Regions from separate parts of the Mus musculus genome. Here region 1 is linked to region 2. The links are chromatin contacts, called in public Hi-C maps. All regions are on one chromosome and are shown on one strand. Each heading gives the region's core, a stretch centred on a gene start, on an enhancer-like site or on the middle of the called end of the contact. The rest is flanking DNA. Distances are from core to core; before and after follow the strand shown. Region 1 holds the start of Rab5a (RAB5A, member RAS oncogene family). Region 2 holds the start of Oard1 (O-acyl-ADP-ribose deacylase 1).

Region 1 (7,653 bases), core at 2,351-4,850, 5.1 Mb before region 2:
AGAACAACAGAAAGACAGACAGACAGAAAAGAAAAATTACGTTCTAATGTCATAATACTTAAAAGTTATTTTGAAGGAAATTATGCTAGTGAATGGAAAGATTGTAGAACAAGTCTAGGGTTTACTATCTGAAGACTTCCATTAAGTGATACATTTTTCATTTAATAGTAATTCCCAAGCACCAAATAATTTTTAACTCCCATGACCGTGTGCCTAGCTGATAATAATTTCTCTATTTGGTATAATTAGGAGTGACTTATTTACTTACAGTAATTTGGGGACAGTTTTGAGGCTAAGAATATATATATTATTTTCTGTTTTGCAATGTATTTGGAAAAAGCTGGTCTGAGTGACAGTCCTCTTCCCTCCTGTTTAGACAGGGTGTCACAAAGTAACATTGAATGGCTTCTTCAGTCCTGGTCTGCAAAGCATGTTTCAAGTCACCCAGAACTATATTGTGAGAGCCTGTCAAAAGTAATTAAGCAAAATTCCCAGACATCTAGTTTTGGTAGAACTGGGAACTATTTGAAACACCCTTTCAGCTTATTCACAAGTCAACCTTAATATTTTACTCCAACCTCTTATTAATGTATGGAGCCTAGATTGGGGGGGGGGGGGAGCCTGTAATCCCAGCACTCAGAGAACTGGAGGAAGGAGGGCTGTGAAGTCCTTCTAAGGCTAGCCCAGGCTACCAAAAAACTTTGTTTAAAAAAGGAGGAAGAGAAAGACCACTGGGTAAAGCACTTGAAATATAAGCTTAGATTTGGATTCTGGGAAGCACATATGGTGAAAAGGTGAGGACCAAGGTTGTCCCTTTGATCTCCATGAAAATGCTGTGAAATGCACATTCCTTCACACAGGAATACATACACATGCAAACATCACACGCATATACTAAATGTGGGTTATAAGCTTATCAAAAACAAAATATACTAAGGATTTTCTTCCTAAAAAAATCTTTGACCAAAAGCTACACTTAATTTATACTTAATTATAGAAATTTATATTTCCTATAAAATTTGAATTAATACATGGAACACTTGATAATGACAAATTCATTAACGAATATATCCATAAGATCTCCGTGCTATCTGTTTGTTGTTTTAAGACAACGGCTCTCTGTTTAGCCATGGCTGTCCCTGAACTCAGAGATCAATCAGTACATCTGCCTTTGCCTCCTGAGTTCTCTAATTAAAGGTATGCCACACCAAGCCCAGCTCCGTTTTTAAGATACCATCTTCTAGCCTAATCTAGTTACTAGCTTTGAAGAGTTCCTATCTTTACCAATAAATACCAACACATTTACAGATGAAATGTTTGAGCTGCTTCTAACCAACAGCACATAAATAAAACTACCATTTCATCCTGGCATGATGGAGCTTGTCTGTGGTCCTAGAACTTGAGAAGCTGAGACAGAAGCATGCCAGTCAGAAATATTTAGCAAGGCTTGTCTCAAAACAACAGACACAGTGGGCCAAGATTTTAATTCTAGCACTCCAGGGCCAGAAAAAGGTGGATGAATGGCTGTGTGTTCCAAGTTAGCCTGGCCTGCAAAGCATGTTTCAAGTCACCCAGAACTATACTGTGAGAGCTTGTCAAAAGTAATTAAGCAAAATTCCCATTTCTCCCCAATCCATAAAACAAACCAGATTCTGAAGTCTAGTCTCAGCTATGTCAATCTAAGTTTTAATTTTCAAATTTTCTATATTCATTATACCCTAACATTGCACAGCAACTGTTAAGAATTAAATAAGACAACATATCTAGTCTCTGATACAGTGCTTACTAAGTACACAGTGTTTGAAACTGGCAATTAAAATGGCCTCTTGGTGAATTAGTTAATTAATTAATGCTTGTAGATCAATAGACTTCATACAGACTGAAAAAGGCACCAACATACCTTCAGCTTAAATGTTTCTCAATTGTTCCTTACCTATAAAACAGTAAATGACTTATCCAGGACAAAACTTGTTCTGTATTCCTATGGTACTTCCAAAATCTCAGGGAAAACATCGATTCTCACAGAAAATACAAACAAAATTTTGTACTTAGTTTTTAAAAACTGTTTCCTGCCCCACATCCCGATCACATTTTTGAGGGACAGGGACTTGTCGCCTAGGCAAGCACAGGATAGGTTACGGATGGCCTGGACTCCTGATCCTACCTACCTCAGCTTCCAGAGTGCTGGGATGACAGGCGGGGTGCCTTCACAGTCAGTGTCTTTTAAAGTGCAAAGCTACTAAATCTTTTACTTCCAAAGACCTCAAACGGAAATAAGCCCAAGTATAAACCTACACAGGTTGAACATGGTATTAATGTTAAGTGCGAGGGCTGGGGGTGTTCAGTGAAGCTACTGCTCAGTGCACAGAGGTTCTGCACTTATAACTTGTACTTTTATTCCGTCAAAGAAAACTTTTGCATAATATGCATCTCCAATCTTTAAAATAGTTTTTTTATACAGTTAGGAAGTCTTTGATTAAAAAAATTGCACTGAGCCCTTAAATTGTGCCAGGCACTGTTGTGCTGCCTACTTTGTTCACAACCCCACGGGTTCAAATTTTACATTAAGAACGATTCTGGGCAGACCTCAATATTCTGGAAGATGTAACAGTTTTTTTTTTTTTAATTAGTTACGTGCAAGGCAACTGATTCAGAACTTTAAATCCATTTCGGCGAGGCAAAAACTAATATGCCAAGAGTGACAGTCAAAGCTTTAAACTTCTGGAGGCGTTAGGATGTTAACCTGCTCGCACCTTGGCCCGGGCTTCCCACCTCCCACGGAAGGGACCAGAGGATCCCACTACTCGCACAGCCCGGCCAAGCCGGTCAGAGGTAGGCGGAGCTCCCCAATCCCCACCTGCTGGAGGCCTGGGTTCCTGTCTGGAAGAAGCCGAGAAATCAAACCGGGGTGCCGGGGCCAGGAGCTCCGCTGGGCCTGGTGGGCGCGCTCCTGAGCCACCCCCGTCACCCCGGATGCGATCCGGCTCAGTAGCCGGGACAGAGCCCCAAAGACCGGGCTGGAGACCGCCAGGGCCCCAGGCTCTTCCCACGGCGCCATCTTGTGAAGGGAAGAGGGTGCCACCCGCCGCTCCCTCAGAGGATTCCCCACGTCCCAGGCCCCGAAGCTGCTAGAAGAATGAGTCACTAAGCGCTGAGGGCCCGCGGCGGCTTGGAGGCCCCAAGCCCGGCCCGGGACCACAGGGACCCGCCCCGACGGCGGCTTACCTGGGCCGCGTCTCCCGGCAGCGAGGCCACGCACGGCCCGGCCCGGCCCGGAGATCGGATGCGCCGCGGCTGCAGCGGCGGCGTCGCCTGCTCGCTCCTTCTTCTCACCCTGGCCGGCGCGGGACTCTGAGCGCCGCCCGCCGTGCCGCCGCCCCTGCCGGGCTGCGTCTCCGCCTCTCCGTTCCGCCTTCCTTTCTCCTCCTCCTCCAGAGTCGCCGCGCTCGAGTTCCGAGGACTTCTTCCTCGTCGTCGTCGTTCTCCTCCTCCTCCTCCCTCGGTCTCCTCCCCTCAGACCGCCCCGGCTCCTCACGAACCAAAACACAAACACTCGGGCTCCAGCGCAGGAACTGCTTCCGCCGGCTCCGCCACGTAGCCGCACGCAGCGAAGAACGCCGTGACGTCATTTCCGCCGCTGCCCCTCCCAGGAGGCCGGCAGCGGCTTCCTAAGGGGGCGGGGCCGAAGTCACGTGACATCCCCGGGTGCGCTAAGGGAGAATAGTTCGGCCCTCTCTAACGCCTCCTTGATCTGAACCGACATCTTTGGGCTCCGGCTGCAAGGCGAGGCAGGAGCGTCAGGAATGAAGAGGGGGGCGTGGGGTTGCGTCACGTGTCTTCTCCAATTCCCTGGGGCCAGACCTACTCACTTCCTTGCTCTGCCTTCCTCCTCCCCGGGGCTCCACCCTCAGTACCACCATTGTTATCTGGGTGGCGGCGCTCTAAGCCGGCGGGTTGGGAACCCGAGAGGCGTGGGCCAGACCTGCGTTTTATGGGTCTCATCGGAGCTGACAGGGTCCCCACTGCCATTGTCAGCCTGGGTTGTCTTCCCATTGCGGCGATTTTCGGTCTGATGGTTCACTCACAGGCCTCTCACACCACTTCAGCAGCTCAGTAAAGGGGTTTAGGCGAGCGAGGGCTCCTGTGGCTCTGGAAATGCCCTGCTTTTCCGAGAATGGGCGTGTCTGTGATCTCGGAGAGAATTAAGACCCTTAAATTCAAAAGCTGCCTTTAGACAGCAAACCTCAAAAGAATAACTTGCTTTTATTGAGAGTTTACCTGTGTGTGTGGTTTTTTGTTTTGTTTTGTTTGTTTTTTGAGTGAAAAGGAGGAAATCCTAATAATTAGCGTTTATTTGGAATTCCCCATTGAACTAAGTAGTAAACATTTTGGAGTGATCTCTCTCTCTCTCTCTCTCTCTCTCTCTCTCTCTCTCACACACACACACACACCCATTGATAAGCACAGTTGATAAGCACACAGAGTCCTGGCATGTTTGTGGAATGAATGAGGGAGGCAAATAATTTGGCCACGATCACAGGTTAGATATAGTCTAGCCTGCAGCCGGCTCCATAACACTAGTTCTTAAGATTCCAATGAACAGCAGCCCAAGATGTTTATGGCTGCCCACAGCACACCTATTTAAGACGTTCCCTTGATCCGCATAGGTCCAAATACTCCACTCCCCTAAATTCTGGCACTGGTTTCTATCAAAAGAGTCATTCCTTGTCTCTGTCAGAAAGGTTCTGTGGTGCCTATTAGCATACCAAAACACAAGGCTAGCCTTCTGATTTACTCAGTACCTGTGGCTCTTCTCACCCCACTTCCTACCCTAAACTTCTCCAAGTCATGAGCTTCCCTCTTCTAGTTTCTCATTCCCATGTAACCCTACTATTTGACTCTCTCTCTCTCTCTCTCTCTCTCTCTCTCTCTCTCTCTCTCTCTCCCTCCCTCTCCCTCTCCCTCTCTCCTTCCCGCTCCCCTCTCCTGTGGCCTCCTTTGCTCCTTTGTCTTCCTGTCTCACTACCCCATCCCACCCCATGGCCATGTCCAGTCTACACTTTTCTCTCCCAGCTCTGGATTTTTCCAGATGCCTCTGGCTGTACTTTCCCTCATACCTACAACAAAACCCTTCCTTCCCTTCAAACAAGCATGCCTTTGAGTAGTCGTGGCCTCAGTTTATACATCTGGCACTACAAACTTCCTTTATACACAAACCACACGGACATGAATGCTTTGATCAAATCCACCCTTCCAATTTCCTTTCCCCCAAATACTCTCATATTCCACCATGACTTTTCCTCCTTAACTTCAAGTACTCTTTCTTTAAAATCATTTTTAAATTTGATTTTATGTTTATGAATGTTTTCTTGAATATATGTCTCTATACCATATGGCTCTCAGAAGAGGATGTCCTGCCCTCTTAGGTAGTAGTATCCTTTATTTACCTGAAGTAATTGCTGTCTCTGCATACTGCCACAGTCGGCTAATCTAGGACTGGTCCTGGAAGTTTCTAGCCTCTGTACAATCTAATCTAGGCCTAGAATGCCTTCAAGCTCCGAGGTTCCAGCTCAAACTCCTCTTCAAGCTAATTCAACCTGGCTTCTCACTCGGCCTTTGACTTTTTGCTCTGCTTGGCCTCAAACTAATTCAGGCGGTATGTTCTAATCTTCTGGCTCCTCATTTTCTGGTGGGTTCTGTCTTACCTGTGTCTAGCTTGCTCTCTCTTCAGTCTTTCTCTCTAAAGCTTTCCCAGTACAACTGCCTCCTTTCTCTCCGCACTGCCCATCCCAAGTAGCTTCTCTTTCTTTTCATGAGAGTTGAGCATATCCTGTTCTGTCATATCTTTCTCTGATTTGTCACTTTGTCTGCCATTCAATTAGACATCGCTTTCAAACATGTGCGCTTCCTTCTACAAACTAATTTTATTCTCATTGTTTGGGATTAAAGGTATATACTAAGGGCATGTCTGTATTCTAGCCAGAGGGATTAAAGTAGTATATGCTAAGGGTGAACCGTACCACAACTAGAGACAGGTTTATCCAGTAAACAACAGAATCTCAGGGTTCACAGTATAATCAAATATTCTGCAACATGAGTAGAATACTGAGAACTGGAGTTAACAAGTCCCAAAGAAAATAGGACAGATGGCTAACTGTGGTGCTTATTAGCATCCAACAGTGTAAGATTGGCCTTCAGGCTCACTCAGTATCTGTGGTTCCTCTCAGCTCTTCTTACCCTGCCTGCTCCCCTAAACCTCTCCATCCCACAGGCTTTGCTTTTCTTCCCTTAGCATTTGTTTTCTATATAATCCTGCCATTGCGGCTGTAACTCTCTTGGTCTTCTGCTCTTGGCTCTCTCTCTCTCTCTCTCTCTCTCTCTCCCCTCCCCTCTCATGGTTCAGTTAAGTCGATTGGCCACGTTTAGTCTACTACTTTCTCTCCCTGCTCTGGACTCCTTTGGATGTCCCTGGCTGTACTCTTCTCAACCACACTTTGGAAATATTATGTCTTCATTTCAGTCACCAGGAGGGACATATATAACACTCTCCACCCCCAAGGGGCTCAGCCTCTCCTAATCGAACCAAGCTGCTGATTTGACTCTCCTGAGGTATGTATAGATTATTTGTTTCTTCTGGCTTCTGCTACTCACCATATTTGACTCTAAATTCTAGATTCTACTTCCTCAGCTACTTCTTTGCACCCCCTGCTCTAACCCTTTGTCTGTCCTCTCCTCACCTACTTGGTAAAGGTCTTCTTAGTCTCTATGGTCCCTGGAACCTGCTTTGCTTTGTTGGGCACCTGTCACCCAGGCATCTCTCTACTAAGCCACTTACTTGTCTGCCTCAATTGGAATGTTCCCTTTCCCCAAAAGCCTCTCCCAGTCCACATCTTTAGCTGTTTTCTCTCCTGTTCTAACCATTTGACTCTCCTCCTCTACTGTATGTCACTCTGGAGCTGCCTGCTTTGTCTCTGTTGGACTACTACAAAAGATACACCCATGTGCCAGAAAGCTCCTCTTGCCCGATTGGGCCTCTATCATGTGAAAAGTGACACTTCTCCTCTGTGATTTGGAACATTTCTCTCTGACAGCTCTCTCAGTCCACTTGTTGATGTGCCTGATTGAAATTCTTGTCACCACACCACTTCCCTTCCTCTGTTCCATTTGTTCTCAGTTCCTTCCTAGTGGAGGTCCTGCTTGTGACTCCTTCCTTTCCTCCTCCCCATCAGAGGTACTTGCTCTCTTTCTTTCTCCTTCTACCTTCCTGGGCCTACATATAATCACTCTGTTCTTTTCCTCATTTCCCCCAGGAACTGCCTGGTGAGTCCCACCGCTTCCCTATACCCCTCTGGGCCTCTAAAATATTAGAACCCTCCTTCTGGCAGAGTTTTTGTCTGTGACCCTGTCCTTTCTGTCCCTTAGCACCCCTCCCTCCCAGAGTTTCTTCAGCTTCTCTATTGCCTCCTGGGCCTGAATGATACTCAAATCCACCCTCTGGAGGAGTTCCTGCTTGCAGCCCTATCCCTTATGGTGACCCTGTTGTCGAACAGCTCCCTCTTGCAGCTTACTGGAACCCTCTGTTGGGCAGAGTTTAGTTGCGACTCTTTCTCTTTTCCTTTTCAGACTCAGTTTCCTCCTCAGACTGAGAAATTT
Region 2 (6,938 bases), core at 2,256-4,755:
GGAGCTTCAGTTGAGGAAATGCCTCCATGAGATCCAACTGTAAAGCATTTTTTTCAATTAGCGATCAAGGGGGAAAGGCCCCTTGTGGGTAGGACCATCTCTGGGCTGGTAGTCTTGGGTTCTATAAGAGAGCAGGTTGAGCAAGCCAGGGGAAGCAAGCCAGTGGAAGCAAGCCAGTAAGGAACATCCCTCCATGGCTTCTGCATCAGCTCCTGCTTCCTGACCTGTTTGAGTTCCAGTCCTGACTTCCTTGGTAATAAACAGCAGTATGGAATTGTAAGCTGAATAAACCCTTTCCTCCCCAACTTGCTTCTTGGTCATGATGTTTGTGCAGGAATAGAAACCCTGACTAAAACATACCTAGCTGTACAAAAATAAAACAAAATCAAACCTATGGGTTCTGAGGAAGAAAGTTCACTTTCATGCTTGTTTAGCAAGCACTTTATAGCTCCAATCAGCCTCTATCCCAGCAGTAACCTTTCCACAGTGTTGAATTAAACACTATAAGGAACACTCCCCCTCTGCACCTCACCCCCAACTTCTTTATGTAGCCTGGCTGTCCTAGAACTTGCTCTGTAGAGCAGGCTGACCTTGAACTTACAGAGATCTGCCTGCCTCTGCCTCGTGATTACTAGGATTAGAGGTGTGTGCAACCACTCGATGCTGAGGAACATGTAAGGCCCTTGGTTATTCCATTACCTATTCAGAAACAGTGCCATCATTTCTTTTCGTTATTGTTGCTGTTTGTTTGTTTCCTCAAGATAGGGTTTCTCTGTGTAGCAGTCCCGGCTGGTCTAGAACTAAAACTCACTTTGTAAACCAGGCTGGACTTGAACTAACAGAGATCCACCTACCTATCTCCTGTGTGTTGGGATTAAGGGTATGCACCACCACCATCCAACTTAATGTCATCATTTTAAATAACTGTAACCAAAAGCAGTAAGTCTAGAGTCATAACAAATGGTACATGTTCCTAGAAGTCTGGAGAAGTAGCTATTCTGAAGAGGGATGGGGCTGGAGTGTAGTCAGATTTTATTTCAGACGCCCCAGAGGTACTGTAATACATAGTTCTGATTTAAAGTCATTGGCAGAAAGCGGTGGAGGGATCTGGAAAGTGGTTTCTGACCTACGCTTCATAAGTCTAAGTACATAGCCCTGGCTAGCCTACAACTCCTGATCTCCAGATCAGGCTTGTCTTGAACTTGCTGTGATCCATCTCCCTCTATATCTCAATCGCTGAAATCAAGGCGTCTGCTACCACTTCTAGTCCAAACCACACTTTGTAGAGGCTCATGCCTGTAATGTCAGTATCCGGGAGACTGAGCCAGGAGGACGGCTTAGAGGTCAAGACAAGCTAAAGTTAACAAAGCAAGAGCCAGGCCAGCCTAGGCTACACAACGAGACTCTGCTTCAAAGAAAGAACGGAATAATATTTCGTACAGGATCTTGACCTCCAGAGCATATGGAATTTGATAAGCCCTTCAGTTAACCAAAGTGTGGGAAAGGTGAAATATTTTGGAAGAAAAGCTTTGAGGGTTTGGGGAGATGAGTTAAATCAGTGAAGTGCATGCTGGACAAACATGACAACCTGTGTGATCCCCAGCACCCACAGGAAACCTACGTGTCAGGTACACACTGGACAGCCCAAACTGGAAAAGCACATAGGAGGATGCCTGGGGCTAACAAGCTCTACGTTATTAAGACGTGTCCTCGCTAAAAAAAAAAAAGAAAAGAAAAAAAAAAAAAAGAAAAGAAAAAGAAAAGAGAAAGGTGGAGAGCCAACAAAGACAGATGTTGCCAACATCTGGACTCCTTACATGTATGTATCTGCACACTGCAAATTCATACACAAAAAGGGCGAAGAGACTGGAAACTTTGACAACAGCTCTGATTTAGTGTGGTAAAGATCTACAGCAGAGGCCAATCTTGAGGAAGTTTAAAAAAACTACAGCAGCAGCAATAACAACAACAAAACCCTTAACAGTTAAAAGCAGTCACTAGAAATCTCTTTGACTGTACATGTACACAGAGTATAGCGGAAGACCAAATCAGGCTTCAGCCAGCATGAACCAGGCTACGATGCTCTGGAAACTCACGTTGACTTAACAGTTCCTGCACCCCTCCGAATCTCTTCTTGAAGAGAACAGCTATTCCAGCACCCATTCGACAATCCTCACTGATACAATGGGCTAGAGAGTCTGTTTTGGGACATGCGAAAAGATCTCCTTTCACGTAAGTGATCTAAAACGTGCAAAGGAAAAAAAAAAAGGTTAAAAACAGAAAACTATTTCTCCTTTCAGATCTTCAACAGAGCCCCACCCCCACTGCTTCAACCCTGCTTCTCTGACACTCTGAATTAAAGACAACTCTTCCCAACTTAGGAGTTAACCACGATATTTTAAAGTATCTGTAAAAGGAAAGTGATGGATGGTTATTATCTGCCTAGGGTTGTATTAGCCTTTTCTAAGTAAATCAGCTAGAGAGAAACAAACAGGGAGGGGCGAGAATCCAATTATTGGTTTAATTAAAAAGTGTTTATGCTTTTGACCTCAATTATTCTGATTTTCACTTCACCGATAAATTTAATAGCTGTTACGCACTCGACTTCCTTCTGGATCTTCATTAAGGCGGGTGGCCATGCTACTGAGTCGCTATTTCCAGAATTTAAGAGTTCCTTCTGCTAATGAAAAGGAAAAGCAAGTAAAAAAATACCGCTCAGGCAGCCCGAACATAGCGTGTTCAGATCACCCTGACAACCCATTTAGTCTTCCCCACCTCCTTAAGGTATTCTTTCTGGATGTGAGCTCACTCAGCCTCTAAGAGGCAACACAAAACAGCTTTCCAGGAGCCGAAGCAAAGGCGGTCCTAAGACACACCTCCTTACTTCTAGCAGGGAAGGTTTAGGACAGTCCAGAATTTTCCCAGAGAATATAGCTTAGAACGGGAAAGACCTGGCCACAGTTACACTGAGCGGCAGGGTGAGCCGAGAACTGCTTCTCAGGGGAAGATCACCACCAGTCTTGGAGGTACAGGAAGGAAGGTCTGATAAGACTTCCCCGTCTCTCCTCCTACCCTAAGGAGGGCAACCCTGGGATCCCGCAGAAAAGTGGGTACTGGGGGGTCATCCTTCACCTGCAAAGGAATCGGCCGTCAGCAGGCCCTCCTCCAAGCAGGGAAGGGTTCGGGATGAAACCCTCGTAGGTAGGAAAGCAACAGAAGAGTCCCGACACGCAACAAATCCCGCCAAAGCCTTTTGATTGTACGCACACTCAAGATGGCCGCCCCCATCCCTTAACGGGGCGGAAGTGAGCCTCTCTAGCTGGGTAGCGGCGCCCGCTCTCGGTAGTAAGGGCTTCAGAATTTCCGGCGGGAAATTCCGTAGGCTCCCGCTACCGCTCAGGCATGCGTACCGAGATGCCGACCCCGACTGGAGAAGAAGAGCGCTTGCGCATTCGGCCCCAGAGGGTGGGTCCCAGTGGACGCTTAGAAATAGGTGGGCAGGGGGGCGTGTCAGCGCCTGCGTGGTATATAATTCAGGGAGGTGTTTAAGCAGCAGCGTACGGAGCGTGTGAAAGGCGCCTGCGTAGGCCTTTGGCGGGAGGCGGTGTCAAATCCAGGAAGTGGGTGTGGCCTCTGGAACGCCTGCGCGGTGCTCTTCCTAGGGGGCGGGGCCAGGCTGGCCGGGGTTATGGGGCGTGGTCTCGAAGGCGCTTGCGCGAAGGCGGTTGGAGGGAGGCCCGATTCCCCTTTGTTCAGATTCGCCATTTTGCGAGGCAGCGGCAGTGGCGGCGGCAGCGGCGGCTGGAGCCTCTGATTGGGTTTCGGGGTCCGGTACTGGAGCCAATCAGCGCGGGCAGCGAACCGGGGGAGCGAGGCACGGTGAGTATGAGGAGCCAATATCCAGCGGCCCAGAGCCGGCCCCAGCGCCCCGATTGGCGGGTCTCGCTGACCACTCAGGAGAGGCCCAGGCGTCCGTCGAGCCCGGGAGTCGAGCCGAGGCTGCCCGAGCTGGGTAGCCAGTAGCCCCGGCTCGGAGTTGGTGGAGGCCTGCAGGGGCCGTCCAGCGTTGGGACGGCGTCCTGGAGCCAGGCTTTTCGGGATCTGGATCGTCTCCGGGGGCCGGTGGCGGATGCGCCACCGGTCCCCGATCCTCGGTCCCGAGAGGTCAGGTGGCTGACCGCCCAGCCACGGACCGTGGCGGTTTCCCCACGTCGTTCCAGCCTCATCCTACGGCCTGTCCTTGTGTGTCCCCACATTCCGGGCCCCGACGAGGCCCGTGTGTCCTGAGCTCTGCACAGTTGGGGCTACAGATCCGGAGCGAGGCCAGACTGAGACGCGCGGCGCGGCCTCCCAAGACCCACCCCGGGGCCGTTGGCGCGCCTGCCGCGCCCCTCCTCTCGGCCCGCCACCGGGGCTCCCGGGCCGGCGCCGTTACCACCCCTTTCTGGCTCGTCATTTCCTCCCCGCTCAGCCCGCGGTGCCGGCACACCTCCGTGCTGGAGCCCAACCAAGCACTCTTCCTCTTTTTGCTCAGTGTCTCGGTGTTTGAAACGCCGCTGTTGCAGAACTGATAACCCTTGTGCATCCTTAATGATTGGGGGCACACATCTCGCAGTTCCTATTATCCCTGTCTCCTCCCTTGATCTTTTCTCCCTTGGATGCTCTCTGGTTTTGTTTTCCTTTAATCTCTCCACTCAATAGCTCGGCCCACTCGTGTCTCTTTTTTCTAATACACCTTGAAATCCCGCGCGAACGTTTTCTCAACTGATGTTTTAAAACTTACACGTGCTTAGATTTTCTTTCCCCCTTCGGGGGACAGGAAGTCTTCCAAGGACTGCTAGCTATTAGTCTTTGGCGGACGTCACCCAAGTGCTGCAAGCGAGTAGGGCTAGGAGCTATGTCTGCTCGGTGGAGATTGACTGGTGTTAGTGTTTCATAGGGATCTGATCCAGTACCCAGAAGTGCACTTTACATGAGGAAGCCTATTTTCAGCGCCACGCTTTTGATTGGTGATGGAGGGTGATGTCCTCAGAGAGGAAAGACTGAAAAGAGTAACTGGAACAGATAGTGCGGTTGGACGCAGAAAGGCCGGGAGTACTGAGTTTAGGCGGGAAAGTCCAGTTGGTAAAAACCTTTGCAGGTCTTACAAAGGAATTTTTTGAAAACGGTTTTGACTGGAGGTTAAAAGTTAATCTAGAGTGGATTTCTCCCCTAACCTTGGGGGTGAAGGTTGCTGACCTGAGGATTCTACCCCATAGTCTTGTATTTGGACTGGGTGTTCTAACTTTGATTGGTATTTAAAAAAAAAAAATGGATGCATATGTCCACCTCAAAACTGCCAAATGTTTTTGTGGACAAAAGGCAGTTCTCCTCAGTCACTGTGACTCAGACCTGTGGAGCCTCCACTGGTTCCTCTGCATCTGCACTTTAAGAAAAAGTAGTGCAGACTCTCGATTTCTCTAATCTAATCACAGCCCAGGCATCTCCCTTTGTTTGAAATACTTCACCCTATACTACCTTCATCTGGGTGAGATCTCAGACTTAAACCTAACTCACATGACACCCTTTCCCAGTGCTTTCCTTGGTTTGTCCCCAGTGGAAAAGCCTCTGTCCCCCAAACTCCATTTACTGTATTTCCCTTTAGGAGTCTAATACACATTTTTGTTCCTTTTTAGACTTAAAAGCCTCTTTGAAGTTAACTTGTTTTGTTATTTAGTTCATGCTATCTCCTTAGTGGAGACAAGGAGCACACTGGAGCCTTCAAAGGCCCTAGCTGGGTGTGTGTGTGTGATGCCAGGTCAGATGGACTGCGGTGATCAGATGCTTATTGTAGGAGCATTTCTGGGCATTTCAGCTTTTGAAGATTCTAAGTGCTGGCCAGCTACTTCTGTGCCATGTAAATGGGCAGGAAATGCTATGGAAGAGAATGTCTCAGAGGCCAGAATAAACCCATTCTCATTCCTATTCATTCATATTCTCACTTTCAAAAACACATTCACAAGTCTGTAGAAGAGCTAGACAGACTAAATCCAGCTGGCTCAATTCTGTCATAAACTTGGGCACAGAAAGCGTAAGGAAAGGAAGTGTGTCAGGTTGTGTCACAGTTCTGCTGGCTGAGTTGATGGAGGAAGGAGCATATGGCCGCACTGGAGCCAAGAAGTCGGCACCATGGGCAACCTGAGGGTTGTGCTCCAAGCGCCACCACTCCCTTATCAATGCAGAATGGCTGCTGGGTTTGAAGCTGCCTCCAAAGCCCAGTAGGTTTCAATGGCCTAAGAGTGGAGCATTTGTATCAGCAAGATAACTGAGTCAACTCCAAATGTTCCTTACAGCTATTCCAGCCCTCTTGCCCACTTCAGGCTCCATTCTGCATTTAATCTGAGACGATGCAGACTTAGGACATTTAGCCAAGAAGAAAGTTTTATAGGAAAGCGTCTTGGGGCTAGTGGAAGCGGTAAAATACAGAGGTTGTTAATATCTTAAAAAAAAAAACTTTAAAATCTAATCCTTGTATATCTGTATTTTGGTGAGTTTTTAAAGCTCTCCACACCTGTACAGTCCCACTTGAAAAAAAGGGTGAGAACTTTGGTCATCCCCAAAATGGTCGTAGAGCTAGCTCATCTATTCAGTCTCTCCCACCTCCTTCCCTCAGGCTCAAGGAACTCCAGTTTGCTTTCTGTCTAGGCTTCTGATGTCAGAGTTTCTTATCATGGGGCCATGCTTGCTTATATTGTAGCCCTACTTTATTAGTCTGGAGACAGGTACATTGTTAGACAACAAGGTAAAATTCAGAAACATTGGATGGACTGTAGTAGTACAGGCTTTTAATCCCAGCAATCAGAAGGCAGAGTCAGGTGGATCTCTGAGTTTGAGGTCAGCCTGGACCACCTGTTAGCACCCTCAAGCCCCCTCACCCCCAGTAAGGAAAACATTGGTGC

What was found. A called contact is a pair of places that touch in the nucleus more often than the background predicts.
Region 1: a Hi-C map of muscle stem cells shows a contact between it and region 2, with 4 times the contacts expected there. The contact joins the promoter of Rab5a here to the promoter of Oard1 in region 2. A contact is called at or near these places in 4 of 484 Hi-C or Micro-C datasets (CD4 T cells, liver, muscle stem cells and 1 more).

The regions. Positions count from the first base shown.
Region 1 is chr17:53,475,181-53,482,833 of GRCm38.p6, reverse strand. Rab5a (RAB5A, member RAS oncogene family) reads right to left here and starts at 3,600. Exons shown (of 6, transcript NM_025887.4): 1 at 3,226-3,600.
Region 2 is chr17:48,406,567-48,413,504 of GRCm38.p6, reverse strand. It overlaps Oard1 (O-acyl-ADP-ribose deacylase 1), which reads right to left and starts at 3,505. Exons shown (of 6, transcript NM_001289490.1): 1 at 3,133-3,505; 2 at 2,601-2,677; 3 at 2,097-2,241. The coding sequence starts at 2,639. It overlaps Nfya (nuclear transcription factor-Y alpha), which reads left to right and starts at 3,685. Exons shown (of 10, transcript NM_001110832.1): 1 at 3,685-3,879.